4 separate regions of the Mus musculus genome follow, and regions 2, 3 and 4 are each linked to region 1. Evidence: chromatin contacts called from public Hi-C and promoter capture Hi-C data. All regions are on one chromosome and are shown on one strand. The core of a region is the stretch at or near the end of the contact, and the rest is flanking DNA. Distances in the headings are between cores, read along the strand shown.

Region 1 (2,924 bases), core at 412-2,911:
TGCCTGAAGGCTGGGTGTGCCCGACGCCTGCGGTTTCCTGTGGGAGGAAGTGCTGCGATGCCGCGCTCCTTAGAGGCTTGGGCAGGGGAGATCCCACCACCCCTACCTCTAGTGTCTCCAGATACTTCCACTTCTATTGGGCACTATTGTTGGGGATTCCCTAAACGCCTCCCCTAGGCACCCCAAGTACCGAACTTTTTCAACTCTCAAGGAATATTAAAACATCCCAGCTGGCTTCTCAGCCAGTGGAGCTTCCTTGCTCCTGGTCCACACTCCTCCCAGGCCTGGGATGCAGCCTCCTGTCCCTGCAATCATGGAGAAGTACAAGCTTCCATCCCAGCCCCCCAATTTTGTCCTCAGTGACCCACTCTCTACTCTCTCCAGGGTCAGAGTTAGACTTCCCCTTGTTTCTGTCCCCCTCCTCCATCCATCCTCATTTAAGATTCCAAACTTTAGCTTCCGGACGCACTGGCCTCAAGTCTTTGCCCTTTCTCCAATTACTAGAGCCAGAGTTCCCTCGACTCCACTCGGGGCTCCAAAGCCCGCTCTAAGTTGTACAGTATTACCAGGCACTGCTCTAGATCTAAGCTAGCCGCGATGCTATCCCTCTTTTACAGATGAAGGAAAATAGTGGAGACGTCATCAGTAACGCCTATGGTCACACTGCCAATGGATGCTGCAGAGGCTGTGCTGTGTGGTACCCAGCTCCCAGTCTCGCAATCCCCAAGCCAGCTGGTCACTCACCCCTGCAGGCTTAGGTCATCACACCCAGCTCTAGCACCATCATCCAGATCCCCAGCCCTAACTTCATCAGTCCTAGTTCATCACCCACAGCCCCTAACTCTGAGAATAAATGATAGTTCACACTATAACCCTGGGACTAGAGTGCTGTGAGAATTCTAATGGCCTCCCACAGCACTTACAGTAAAATCCTGATTCCTCCATGACTTCCAAGTGAATCCTCTGCTGTCCCGCTCACCACACCCTACGCTCTCTGTGCTCCAGACACACTGGCCATTCTGTCTGCTCTCCAAACGGCCAGCGTTTCTTCTCAAAGCTTGGGACATTTTCTCCCTAGTATCCAAATGACTCAGGTCAAATAGCACCTCCTCCAAGAAGCTTTCCAGGATTATCCTTTTTAAATTAGCATCTGCCCACCTAGTCATTATTGCCATCCGTCTATTTTCTTTATTGACTGTGTATTATACCCACTATATAGATTAGCAAACTGAGGCCCAAGTAAGTGAAATAATCTATCCCAGGCCACACAACCATGGAATGGCAACATTGGCATTCTTTAAAGCTATATCCTGCTCCTTCCCGTAATTTCATACTTTTTGTCCTGCCATGAGCCAGCCCAAAGTTTGATCTGTGTCACAGGATCTGGCCTTCTACAGATTCTTGTGTCATCTACTCTGCCCCAAACTTCATCAAAGAGAGCAGGCATCCAGTCCAAGAAGGTAACATGCTCCACCCCAGGGCCTCAAGGACTTCTCATCTGAGCCCTGAAAGGAGGTCCCAGAACATGCCTTCTGTGTGACTGGGTGGGCAGAGAATAAGGAACCAAGATTTCGTGCCCTCCCCTGACTGGAGACCTCAGCTGGGCGAGGCTAAAGTGGATATAAAAGGGTTGGTATATATTGAGAGTCGAGAGAAGCAGAAAACCACCAGAGGAGAGAGAGAAAGGGAGGGAGGGAGAAGGCAGACGGAGAAGGGTGGGTATTAAAGGGTGGGAGGAAGGCGGTGAGGGAGGCGGGGGCCTCAGAGTGGAAGGAGGGAGCAGAAGGGCGGGGCAAGAGGCCCAACGAGGACAGACTCCAACTCTGACTTCTTCAGCAACTCTCGGTAAGTTTTTCAATCCGTTATTCAGATGGGGCTTTATTTACTGGGCGGCATGGCACCATGGGCGGGGCACCTTAGGCAGGAAGAGACCCTCCACTCTTAGCTCCAGAGGAGACTGGTAATTGAAGAACTGATCTCTCAGCCTTTGTAGTGGGAATACAGGAGAGCTTAGAGCTGTCTATGAGACTTGTCCCAACAGAGCCCACCATGAAGAATGTCCTGTGGCTTCTCCCTGGGGTCTTCCACTCCCTTCTTAGATGAAGGGGTGCAGGAGGGCTCCCAGGGCTGGCTGAGTTCTCTGGACACTGAAGGGTGGTAGGAGGTGGTCTCTCCACTCAGACCACACCCTCCCTGCTGCAAATCCACCTCCCTGAGTGTCTAGAGCCGGGGTCTGCAGTCAGGTCGGGTGAGGACCAGAGACTCAGCCAGAGGCTGGCATTTCCCTGGTGTTGGAGGGAGGGGGGATGAGTCACTCGTGACTCACTCCAGGAGAAAGAAGAGAGTCAGTGAGTCAAGGATGCCTGTCCCGGGGGCAATTCCTGCTCCTGATGGTTCATATGGAGACCCACACGGCCCAGGGACAGAGTGTTGAAGATGCACCAGCTCACTGTTAGTCCTGCCCGTTCCTCTGTCTCCCAAAAGTCCATCTAGGACAGTCTCTGCCCGCCTCCAAGAGCAGGAGTCCCCTGGCTTGCCCTTCTCCCCAGGGAGGAACTGCTCGGCCTACTCCCCTTCTCCCTCACACCAGAGACTTCCCTACCTCCCTGGCCCTCCTCTCTGATTTAGAAAGCCATTCTCCAGCCCTCCTCCCCTAGGATTGAGTGCTCCCACCCTTTGCAGGCTTGCCTCTCCTGCCCTGAGCCAGACATCTGGCAGCCATGTCACTCCTCCTGTTGGTGGTCTCTGCCCTCCACATCCTCATTCTTGTCTTGCTTTTTGTGGCCACTTTGGACAAGGTAAGTTTCCAGCTCACTGGGAACCCCAGATATAGCCCATCTCTAAGACCCCACCTACCTGCCTCTGCTTCCCTTCCTCCCTACCTCTGTGCCTCCTCCTCCCCACTCCTCCCCTTCCCTACTCTT
Region 2 (2,709 bases), core at 75-2,574, 1.1 Mb after region 1:
GGATTGGCTGAGCCTGAATCTGGGACGGGAGTTGGCAAAATGTGGGAGTGGGTATGGAACTGGGCTCTGGCTAAACCTTGGTGTAGAGGTGGGGCTCTGCTGCCTGGGTAGGTGGGACCTCACCTGTGAGAGCTGGGCATTCGCATGGCCCCAAGCTCCCCTATCCAGCCTGTCTTCTCATCCCGGAAAGTGAAGATACGGCCCCCAATCCTGTTATCTGCCTCCAGGATGGTGACCTAAAGAAAAGCGGCCAACAGGGACCTCAGCTCCCTCACTACATTCCCACTAGCCCCTGCCTGTCTTGCCCCCAATAGTAAAGGACACCTAGAATAGAAGGGCCTTTCTTCTGGGTAGGAGGGGCTGCTCGGAAAGAAAGGTCTCAAGACTGTAGCAGGAAGACTAGCAGATGGACTGTAGAGGGACTTCCCAGCTTAAGGCAGGAAGAGGGGGATTTCCTAGTTTGTACAGAAGAGTTGGGGCTGGCCCAATCTCATTCCTAGGGTTAGGTGAGGGATACTCTCCCTTGAGGATTTCTCAGGCCCCTTACCTCCAAATCCCCATCTCAACTCTTGACAGTTACATTAAGAAGAGGAAGTAGGCCTTCCCTCCAGGACGGGTAAGTGGAGTGCAGTGGGTCAATGAAATGGGGGCTCTAGGAAAGGGTAGCTTCTCTCCGTCACACTACCCAGGACTCCCCACCAGCAGCAGGAAAGGCTCCCTGAGGACTACAGGCAGCACTTCTCACCTTGTGTCCTGCATCACTGAGCATCTTGGCTGCTACCAGCCCTGCCACGCCTGCACCAACCACTACCACCTTCTGGGGCTTCGAAGTCCGATTGAGGCCCAAGGTCACCACCTTGAGTAGCTGCTCATAATCGTGGTCCTCCATACACTTCTCAATAGGGTTCAAGCTGGAGGCTGCCTTCCAGTCCAGAGAGCCTGCCAGACCAAGGAGGGTGGCCGCCAGGACAAGACGCAGGGCTGGCAAAAGGACAGGGTCAGCACATAGGCACCAGAAGTGCAGGAGTCAGCCGTAACCCCAGCACTCCCTCCTCCTCTTGGCTGCTCACTTACCCAGCCCAGCCATGGCTCAAGTGGCAGCTGCTGTCTGAGTGAAGAAGTAGGGGGTCAATGTGGTGGGGCCAGGGATCCCCAGCCTGTCTCCCTCCTTCCTCTCTGGGCATGTATTTCCCCAGACCTAATCTTGACCATTATGGCCTGGCTCCCTCCCCTCCTGCTTTCCAGCCTTGGGTTCTGGGTTCCAGTCATTGCCACCACCCTCCATGTAGCTCTACCTTCAGCTCTCTTGGGCAGGACTGCAGAGCAGAGCCTCTGCGACTCTCCCCTTAAAAGTAGCCAGCCCCGCCCACTCACCTCCCTCGGGAATTAAAAGTGCTTTCCTGAGCTAGGGTCAGATGCTGGGGGAGGTGATGGGAATAAATATCACAGGAGGAAGTAACTCAGTCTATTTTTCTTCTTCCTGCTTCAAATAGCTTTGGGGAAGCTGGGGGTGGGGACTACCCACCCAGGTGGCAGTGTTGATGGTGGACCCTGTGCTCTAGGCTTCTTGGACTTTTGTCTTGGGTCTGCCCATCCCCTCCCCATCTCTCCAAGAATGTCTGTATGAAATGGGCACACACAAGTCTGGGGCCTTTCACATTTGAAGCCCATATAGGCCTACTCATGTCACATGGTCCAGCACAATGGCAGGAATGGAGCCAGGTCAGGGCCTGCATATAGCACCTGGCCAGGTCCAGAACCTGTTTGCTGCAGCTGCAGGAACATGGGCAGGACTGGTTGGTGATGGCTAAGTGGCCACTTGTCCTTTGTCCTTCCTGCTTTGTCTTAAGTACTGCTGGGCAGCAGACTCTAGACTGACACCTCAGAGAAATGACCCTAGAAGCCTCTGCCAAAACTGGTGAGGTGAGGCAACAGGATGCAGGGGGTTTTCCTTGGGGTTGGGGAGAAGATGGGTTAGGAGAACAGCTAGGGTGGGAAATCACAGAGAGCGCAGGCTGGGGAACTCCAGAGCCCATTAAGTAGATGGTGGTTGGTGTATATGTGTGCTCTGTGGCAAGTGCAGTCATGCAGGCTGGAGACCTCAGGTCAGGCAGAACTCTGGCACAGTACTTGGTCTCAGTCTTACAGAGGAACTGACAGTCCTGGGAGGAGGGTGGAGTGGGCAACATCTGCTTCACAGCCTGGAATTTATTTTGGCTCTTTGAGATAGTTTCTCTGTGTACCCCTTGGCTGTCCTGGTATCAGAGATCCACCTGCCTCTGCCTCCATTGTGTGGGGATTAAAGGTGTGTGCCATTACATTTCAACTTATTTATAGACAGGATTTCATTCTGTATACCAGGCTGGCCTCAAACTCCCTATGACCCCCTCCCTTCCCTGAAGACAAGAATACCAGCAGCATCTGTTGCCAGTGCTCCTCCTCAGCTTCTGGAGTTCATTCTGCACCAGTAAGACAGCCCTAAGTTGCCATGGTAAGAGTAAAGGTAGGCCTGGCATACAGGGACTACAGCTTTGAATTTTAAAAGTTTTCACTTATGTGGTTGAGTTTTGCCTTTATGAATGTTTATGTACCATGTTTATGTCTGTCTGTTGCCCAAAGAGGCCAGAGAAGGACATTGGATCTGCTGGCATGGAAGTGACCAGTGGTTGTGAGCTCCCAGGAAGGTCTTGGAAATTAAGCCCTGGTTCT
Region 3 (3,165 bases), core at 129-2,628, 1.5 Mb after region 1:
CTGAGAGAAGGGGAGCTAAGAGGACAGATAGAGATAAGAGGAAAGGACCAAGTGAAGTCGGGTAGCCAGGGAAAGATAGACACAGAATTCGGAGTATAGAGGTTCAGGACAGAGGCTGGGGAACAGCGTGTACTTCATTATATCCGAGACATGGTGCACACACAGAGAGAAGTGAAGCCAGGGAGGCAGGGGTGTGGGCAGAAATACCTTCCAATGAGACACAGGTAGATCAGAAGAGAGAGAGAAAAGATGCTGAATTCCAGGTTGGACAACCAGACAATGGCTGGAGACCTCAGATACAAGGCAAGAGAAGAGAGTTGGGAACACAGACAGACAGAAGCATGGTCAGTTTAAAAAAAAAAAAAAGGAGAACAGGAGAGAGAGGTGGAGGTGGGCGAGGAGGGAGTAACACAAGGTAAGGTTTGGAGCTAGACATTAGACATCGGTGGGAAAGAGCCCCCCCCCCCCCCGAGGGAAAGAACGAGGGCCAGACAGTCAAGAGAAGCCAGGCTGCTAAGGAAGACTGACTGCCATTTGGCCAGGGTCAGACTCACCTGTGCTTACCCCTGCCTTGTCCTGGGTGGCAGCCGAGGCGGCGGGGGGCGGTAGCCCATGGGGATTGCAGGGTGGACGAGCCTAGCCGCTGCGGACCGGTCTCCACGCTTGCCAGGTGGCAAGAAGGGGGGCTGGTGACTGATCTAGGGACCCAAATCGGGAGGGAAAAAATCAGCCCAAGCTTTGCATCTTGCCCGACTCGAAGTAGCTGCGCGACCCCAGATGACCCCGGTGAGGTCCAGCCGCCCCCTCCCACCTCCGTGCCCCCAGCAGCTAGTTAAAAGCTTAGGGACTACAACTCCCAGCTGGTCTTGCTGCTAGTGCTACTGCAGCTTTATCGCACCAGAGCTGCAAGGGCTGCTGGGAGTTGAAGTCCTCAATGCGTCTCCGGTCTGCAGAATATGGGATTTTTTGGGGGAGTGGTGCTGGAAGGGTTAAAATGTCAGGGTCCCAAGACGCTGCAGGAGAGGGGAAAGGAGTCCAAGATCTCCAGAGGTCACGTAGCTCTAATCACTTAGGGGTCATGAGATGGGTCACTAATCCCCATACTCTGGGGATGGGTGGGCAAGGGTGAAGTGCACCCAGGTGTATTGGAATCAAGATCCCCCTTTTTCCAGGGCCACGTGCCCCTCCCCTGGAGCGTCCAGCTGGCACTGCAGACTCAGCTCCCCAGCTCCAGATGCGCCCCTATTTGCACCGACCTCCGCGCCCCCACTTGGGGCCGCCCCCTTGGGATGAGGTTGGGGCGGGGGAGGGGGAGGGGCGGACTCACCGGAGCCCCGGCTGCTGCAGCCCGGAGCGCGCGCGCGCCCGCCTGCCCGCTGCCGCGGTGCCCGCCTGGCTCCTCCCCACCCCTGTCGCAGCTCCTCGGCTCCTCCCAAGCCCTTTCCCCCCCCCTCCCCCGCCAGCCCATGCAACCCAAAAGCCAAAATCCGTATGGCCCTAGTGTGCACCTCCCTGGACTCTGGTTGCAGTTTCGCCCCAGTTGAGAGGCCACCTGAGGGAACTAGAAGGTTAGGATTCAGAGGTCCCAGGCCACAAAAACTCCTTTCTCCAGGGAGCAAGATCTCAGGGTTTACAGCTGAGCAGGCTGGAATGAAAGCTGGCCACAGTAAGTCTCATATTTTAGGTAGAGCCACAGGCACTGGATTTGAATCCTGCCCTAGTCCCCTTGAGACTCTTAGCATCCCAGATCCCGATGTCCAGCACAATACAATGAAATTATCTCCTAAGGGATGTAGTTTGAGAAACCAGTCAGTGTGCATCAAAAACACTGGCACCAAGTGGGTGCTTAATGACTACTTACAGGCACAGAGCATCCGGTTTTTACCACATTAATAGCAGCTAATGAAAATTGCCACTCACCATTACCAATGTTAGGAGTTAAGAGCTTTGAAGATGGCTTCTCATGGAATATTCACTTTGGTATAAGGATGAATGCAATCAAGGTATTCCCATTTCACAGAACAATTGAGGCCCGTGGAGATTCAATTCCTCCCACGAGGTCCTGATCTACACAAAAGCAGCCCAGAGGGGTGGCTTGGAAGTTAGTGTCTCACTCAATTGCTATTGTCCTCCCGCCAGCCAGTTATACAAAATAAACACAGCTTCCAAGGCCTGATGGCAGAGACCTTTCATCCCAGTTGCTCTGGATGGGGAGGGAAGAGGATAGAAAGTTCCAGGTCAACCTGGGCTACGGATGAGTTCAAGACCAGCCTCTGCAGATTGAGTGAGACCCTGTCCAAAAATAAGAGAGAGCTGGGGATGTAGTGCAGCAGTAGAAGCCCTGTCTAGAATCCTCCAGTGAGGAGCTGGGGGCATTGATGAGAAGTGGAGCCTTTGTCTAGTAGAATCTCCCAGGAAAGCAAAGCGCTTGGTCTGATAGCCTAAAAAACCAGTGTTTGCTTGGCATATCTGAGACTCTGGGTTCAAAGCAACTCTTCCCCTTGTAGCGTATGCATGCAATTTGCAGTTGTTATATATCAGAAGCCTCCGAAAAAGATAGCTGGCTCCATCCAGGGTCCATGTTTATGCTGCTAGCATCTTCTCACAGGAGTCTGAGGAAGCATGCACGGGGGCCTGGCCACCAAAGGTGCGGCGAACGGCCTTAGTGGCTAGTCAGCTCCATGCCAGCCATGGAGCTCAGCCTGACCAGGCGGTGACACACACTCAGAAATGTGCACACAGATGGGCTTGCCAGCTTCACGTGACACATCTTCAAAGAAACACTGTGAGTCTGAGGCAGCTCAGATGCTGCGAGGCAGCTGCAGCAAGAACCAGCCATCTGTGCGACTCGGGAAAATGCATGCGTGTTTAATGCCAGCTCAGCACACTGTATGACTTCCGCTGGGTTAGTTCCTAACTGCCTTACTTTTTCTCTTTAAAAATGAGGACGATTTTTAAATTAACAAACAACGAACAAACAAAAGTTTGGACACTAGGCTTTACTCTGAAGTCCAAACCAGATGAGAACTAGTAATCCTCCTGCCTCTGCTTTCTGAGTGCTAGTACTGCTGGCTGGTACCACTACACCCCACTAAGATGATGATAATTGGTACACACGTGTGCATGTATGTGCATGTATGTGCGTGCGAATGCATGCACATGCGA
Region 4 (2,712 bases), core at 164-2,663, 1.5 Mb after region 1:
AAAAAATGCCTTGTGTAACATGGGAACAGCCTGTTGGAGGCCTAGGAGTACATCGAAGGATGAAGCTGCAGAAAGGTAGGCAAGGACCCGAGCACACAAGGCCTTGAGTTCAGCCTGAAGGCCCGGGGCTAGTCCCTAGGAGTTCTGGGGAACCAAAGAGGGATAGAAGCAGAGGAGGGGGCAAGCAGCTGTGGGGCTGTGTGTAGGACGACCAGGAGAAGAAAAACAGACAGCTGGGAGGTTGTGACAGAGGCTCAGATAAGAGAGGTTGAGGCCAAAGCTGGGGCTGAGGCTGTGAGAAGCAGCAGGTGGGAGGGCAGGCAACAGCTCCTGGATCGGAGCCTTGGCCCTGCTAGGGTCCCAGGAAGGCTCCCGTGCCTCTCTGAGCCCTGCTCTTCCAGGGCGGGGAACAATGGCAGTCACCTCTTGCAGATTTCGTCGGCAGCCTCCTGGCTAAAGAGCTGCTCTTGAAGGACGTTGTTGAGAGCATGGACAGCACACAGCTCTAGCCGCTGCCGCTCATGATACACTGAGGGTGGACTCGGCCTTGCTTCCGGAGCCTGAGACATGCCCTCCTCAGCTCCTGCTGCGGGGTGGGACAAGGAGGTGTTAGGCACCTAGGATCTTGCTCATTCGGTTCTCTAGATTCCTGGGTCCCTGGGCAATGGACATTGAGATGGGCACTGGGGCTAGCTTAGGAGGCCGTGAGGCCCTGACCCTATTTCCCAGGCTGTCTCCAGAGCACAGAGACACCTTTTGAGCCCAGTCCTGGGAGTGGGGGGAGTAGAGGCTCTCATCTGCTCACCTGGCAATAGAGACCCACCCCCACTACATGTCTCCAAGCAAAAGGGTCCTGATCATCATCACCTAGCAATGGACTACCACCCCTTCTGTCCCTAGGAAACAATACCTTTTTAGTTCCCAAGCAACAGAACAACCCCACCCTCTGGGTATCCTGGTCCGTTTTCTGATCACCTAGCAATGGAGGACTCCTCCTTTCCCGTCTCTGGGTAACAGGGTCTCTTCTGGTCGCCTAGCAACGAAAGACTTCCCCTCCTCAATAACCAGGGTTCTCGCCTCCCTTCACCTGGCAACGAGGCCCTCTACCAGTTACTAAGCAACAGGAGCCCCCACCTTTTCCTGTCACCTGGCAACCAGGCACACTCCCACCCGCCTTTGCTTGTCGCCCGCCTGGCCCTCACCCCGCCGGCCTTTCTGCTCCCCGGGACCGACCGCTTTCGCATTCCCTAGGCAGCGACCGGGTGGTAGCACGCTGACTGAGCAGGCGAAAGGGACTACAGCTCCCGGCGACTTGCGCGCGCCGAACTGCGATTCCCGAAGGCCTCCGTAGGGCGTCTAAATAGGACGCGCAGTCCGGAAGTCCTCCGGGGCTGCTCTGCCGCGTGGGACTACAACTCCCATCGGACAAAGCAGCCAGTTCTCGTTCTCTCCCAGGGCTCACTGCTGCCTAGAGGTTTCTGGGAGTTGTGGTAACGAGTGATCTCGCGATAGCTTTCAGGGGGCTGGTTTGTGTATGAGCTCGCACGCTGCTGCTATGGCGTCATACTCAGTGTGTAGCTGAAGCGTGACGACATAGAGGTGGGGACAAGGAACCAAAGAGGCCAAAGAGAACAGTGGGCTGAACTCTGATGTTTACTGGGACCCATAGTTGTCAATATGACAGTAAGGGTAGTAGGGGAGGAGACTCAGCAGAGGTGGATCCCAGGTCTGGAGGTGAGCTGACAGCAGCCTGTGGGGAGAATGAAAAACTAGGATGACAACACAGACACATGCAGGTGGCCATGGTGGACGTGGGTTTTGGAAAAGGTAATGTGGTACAAGTCAAGGAGGATACTCAGAAAGAGATGTGGCATGTGGATGTAGAGACCTAGAGGGGGACCCAGATGCTGAGAGAAAGCGGGGCGGGGAAAGAGAGGCTCATAGAGCCTGGGAGTGAGAACTAAGAATGAGAAAAGACAGAAAACTGGGGTTGGGACACCCAACATGTGAGCTCTGCCGAGCACAAACGCCAAGGGACCCTTGGAGGGGCCTGCCGCACCCAGTAGGCTGTGCCAGAAGGCTGTAACAGTAGCAGAGCCGGTGACAGCGCCAGGCTGGGCTGGGTTCTCTCTGTGGGTGTGCACGGCAAAGCTGCGACCTGAAGGCCCTGGGGGTCCTAGCAGCTCCACATCCACCACGTGCATGTCGGTGAGGCTGCAGCCGGCAGAGAAGTGCAGTCAGTCCACCCGGAGTGTACACAGCTGTGCCACCTACGCCCTGTGCTTACCTAAGGTCAGCCACAAGCACCCCAATGACACGGTCGAAGCCTAGACTGGGGGCAGCCAGGGCAGCAGCTGCCATGGTGTTAGAGTTTCGGGGGGCCAAGGGACAGAGCCCACGCACAGGGCCCTCATAGAGCACTGTGCGGGGCCCACTACTGTGGGCTGCAGCCAGGGGTCCCTCCAGCCGGAAGCCATCAGGATGTGTGGCCATGGTGACTCGAAGGCTCTGGAAGCAATGGCAGGGTCAGGAGATTGAGACTCTTACATGTTCCGTCTGGCAGCCCAGACAGTCCTCACCTGGAGGCCTCCGGCTGCATCCAGTCTGCTGATGTCTTCACTGCCCCATAGGGCCCCTCGGGCCACAAACACAGTGTGGCCCCAGCGCTTTGAAGCCTCCAGGAGCTGCTGCTCTGTGGTCTGGTCAGCCAGA

The links. Hi-C and Micro-C count contacts between places; a contact is called where the count stands out from the background. Capture Hi-C pulls out chosen DNA fragments and counts their contacts.
Region 2: a Hi-C map of B cells shows a contact between it and region 1, with 5 read pairs. The contact joins the promoter of Il4i1 here to the promoter of Emp3 in region 1. A contact is called at or near these places in 6 of 39 promoter capture datasets (the 3T3-L1 cell line, erythroid cells, hippocampal neurons and 2 more), 2 of 484 Hi-C or Micro-C datasets (B cells and uterus) and 3 of 115 datasets of contacts at active chromatin or transcription factors (Th17 cells, heart atrium and large pre-B cells).
Region 3: a contact with region 1 is called in a promoter capture Hi-C map of adipose tissue, with 2.9 times the contacts expected there. The contact joins the promoter of Syt3 here to the promoter of Emp3 in region 1. A contact is called at or near these places in 2 of 9 other capture datasets (adipose tissue and liver).
Region 4: a promoter capture Hi-C map of liver shows a contact between it and region 1, with 2.4 times the contacts expected there. The contact joins the promoter of Josd2 here to the promoter of Emp3 in region 1. A contact is called at or near these places in 1 of 484 Hi-C or Micro-C datasets (B cells), 1 of 115 datasets of contacts at active chromatin or transcription factors (pancreatic cancer cells) and 2 of 9 other capture datasets (adipose tissue and liver).

What each region holds. Positions count from the first base shown.
Region 1 is chr7:45,920,163-45,923,086 of GRCm38.p6, reverse strand. Emp3 (epithelial membrane protein 3) reads left to right here and starts at 1,661. Exons shown (of 5, transcript NM_010129.2): 1 at 1,661-1,845; 2 at 2,683-2,798. The coding sequence starts at 2,721.
Region 2 is chr7:44,834,903-44,837,611 of GRCm38.p6, reverse strand. Il4i1 (interleukin 4 induced 1) reads right to left here and starts at 1,324. Exons shown (of 8, transcript NM_010215.3): 1 at 1,296-1,324; 2 at 1,075-1,108; 3 at 746-981; 4 at 124-236. The coding sequence starts at 1,087. It overlaps Il4i1b (interleukin 4 induced 1B), which reads right to left. Exons shown (of 9, transcript NM_001171024.1): 4 at 746-981; 5 at 124-236.
Region 3 is chr7:44,382,339-44,385,503 of GRCm38.p6, reverse strand. It overlaps Syt3 (synaptotagmin III), which reads right to left and starts at 1,378. Exons shown (of 11, transcript NM_001114116.1): 1 at 1,328-1,378; 2 at 555-698. It also overlaps a transcript of 1700008O03Rik not described here.
Region 4 is chr7:44,466,681-44,469,392 of GRCm38.p6, reverse strand. It overlaps Josd2 (Josephin domain containing 2), which reads right to left and starts at 1,413. Exons shown (of 5, transcript NM_001205071.1): 1 at 1,203-1,413; 2 at 424-586. The coding sequence starts at 569. It overlaps Aspdh (aspartate dehydrogenase domain containing), which reads right to left. Exons shown (of 7, transcript NM_026690.1): 4 at 2,580-2,712; 5 at 2,288-2,508; 6 at 2,060-2,214; 7 at 1,642-1,750. The coding sequence ends at 1,707.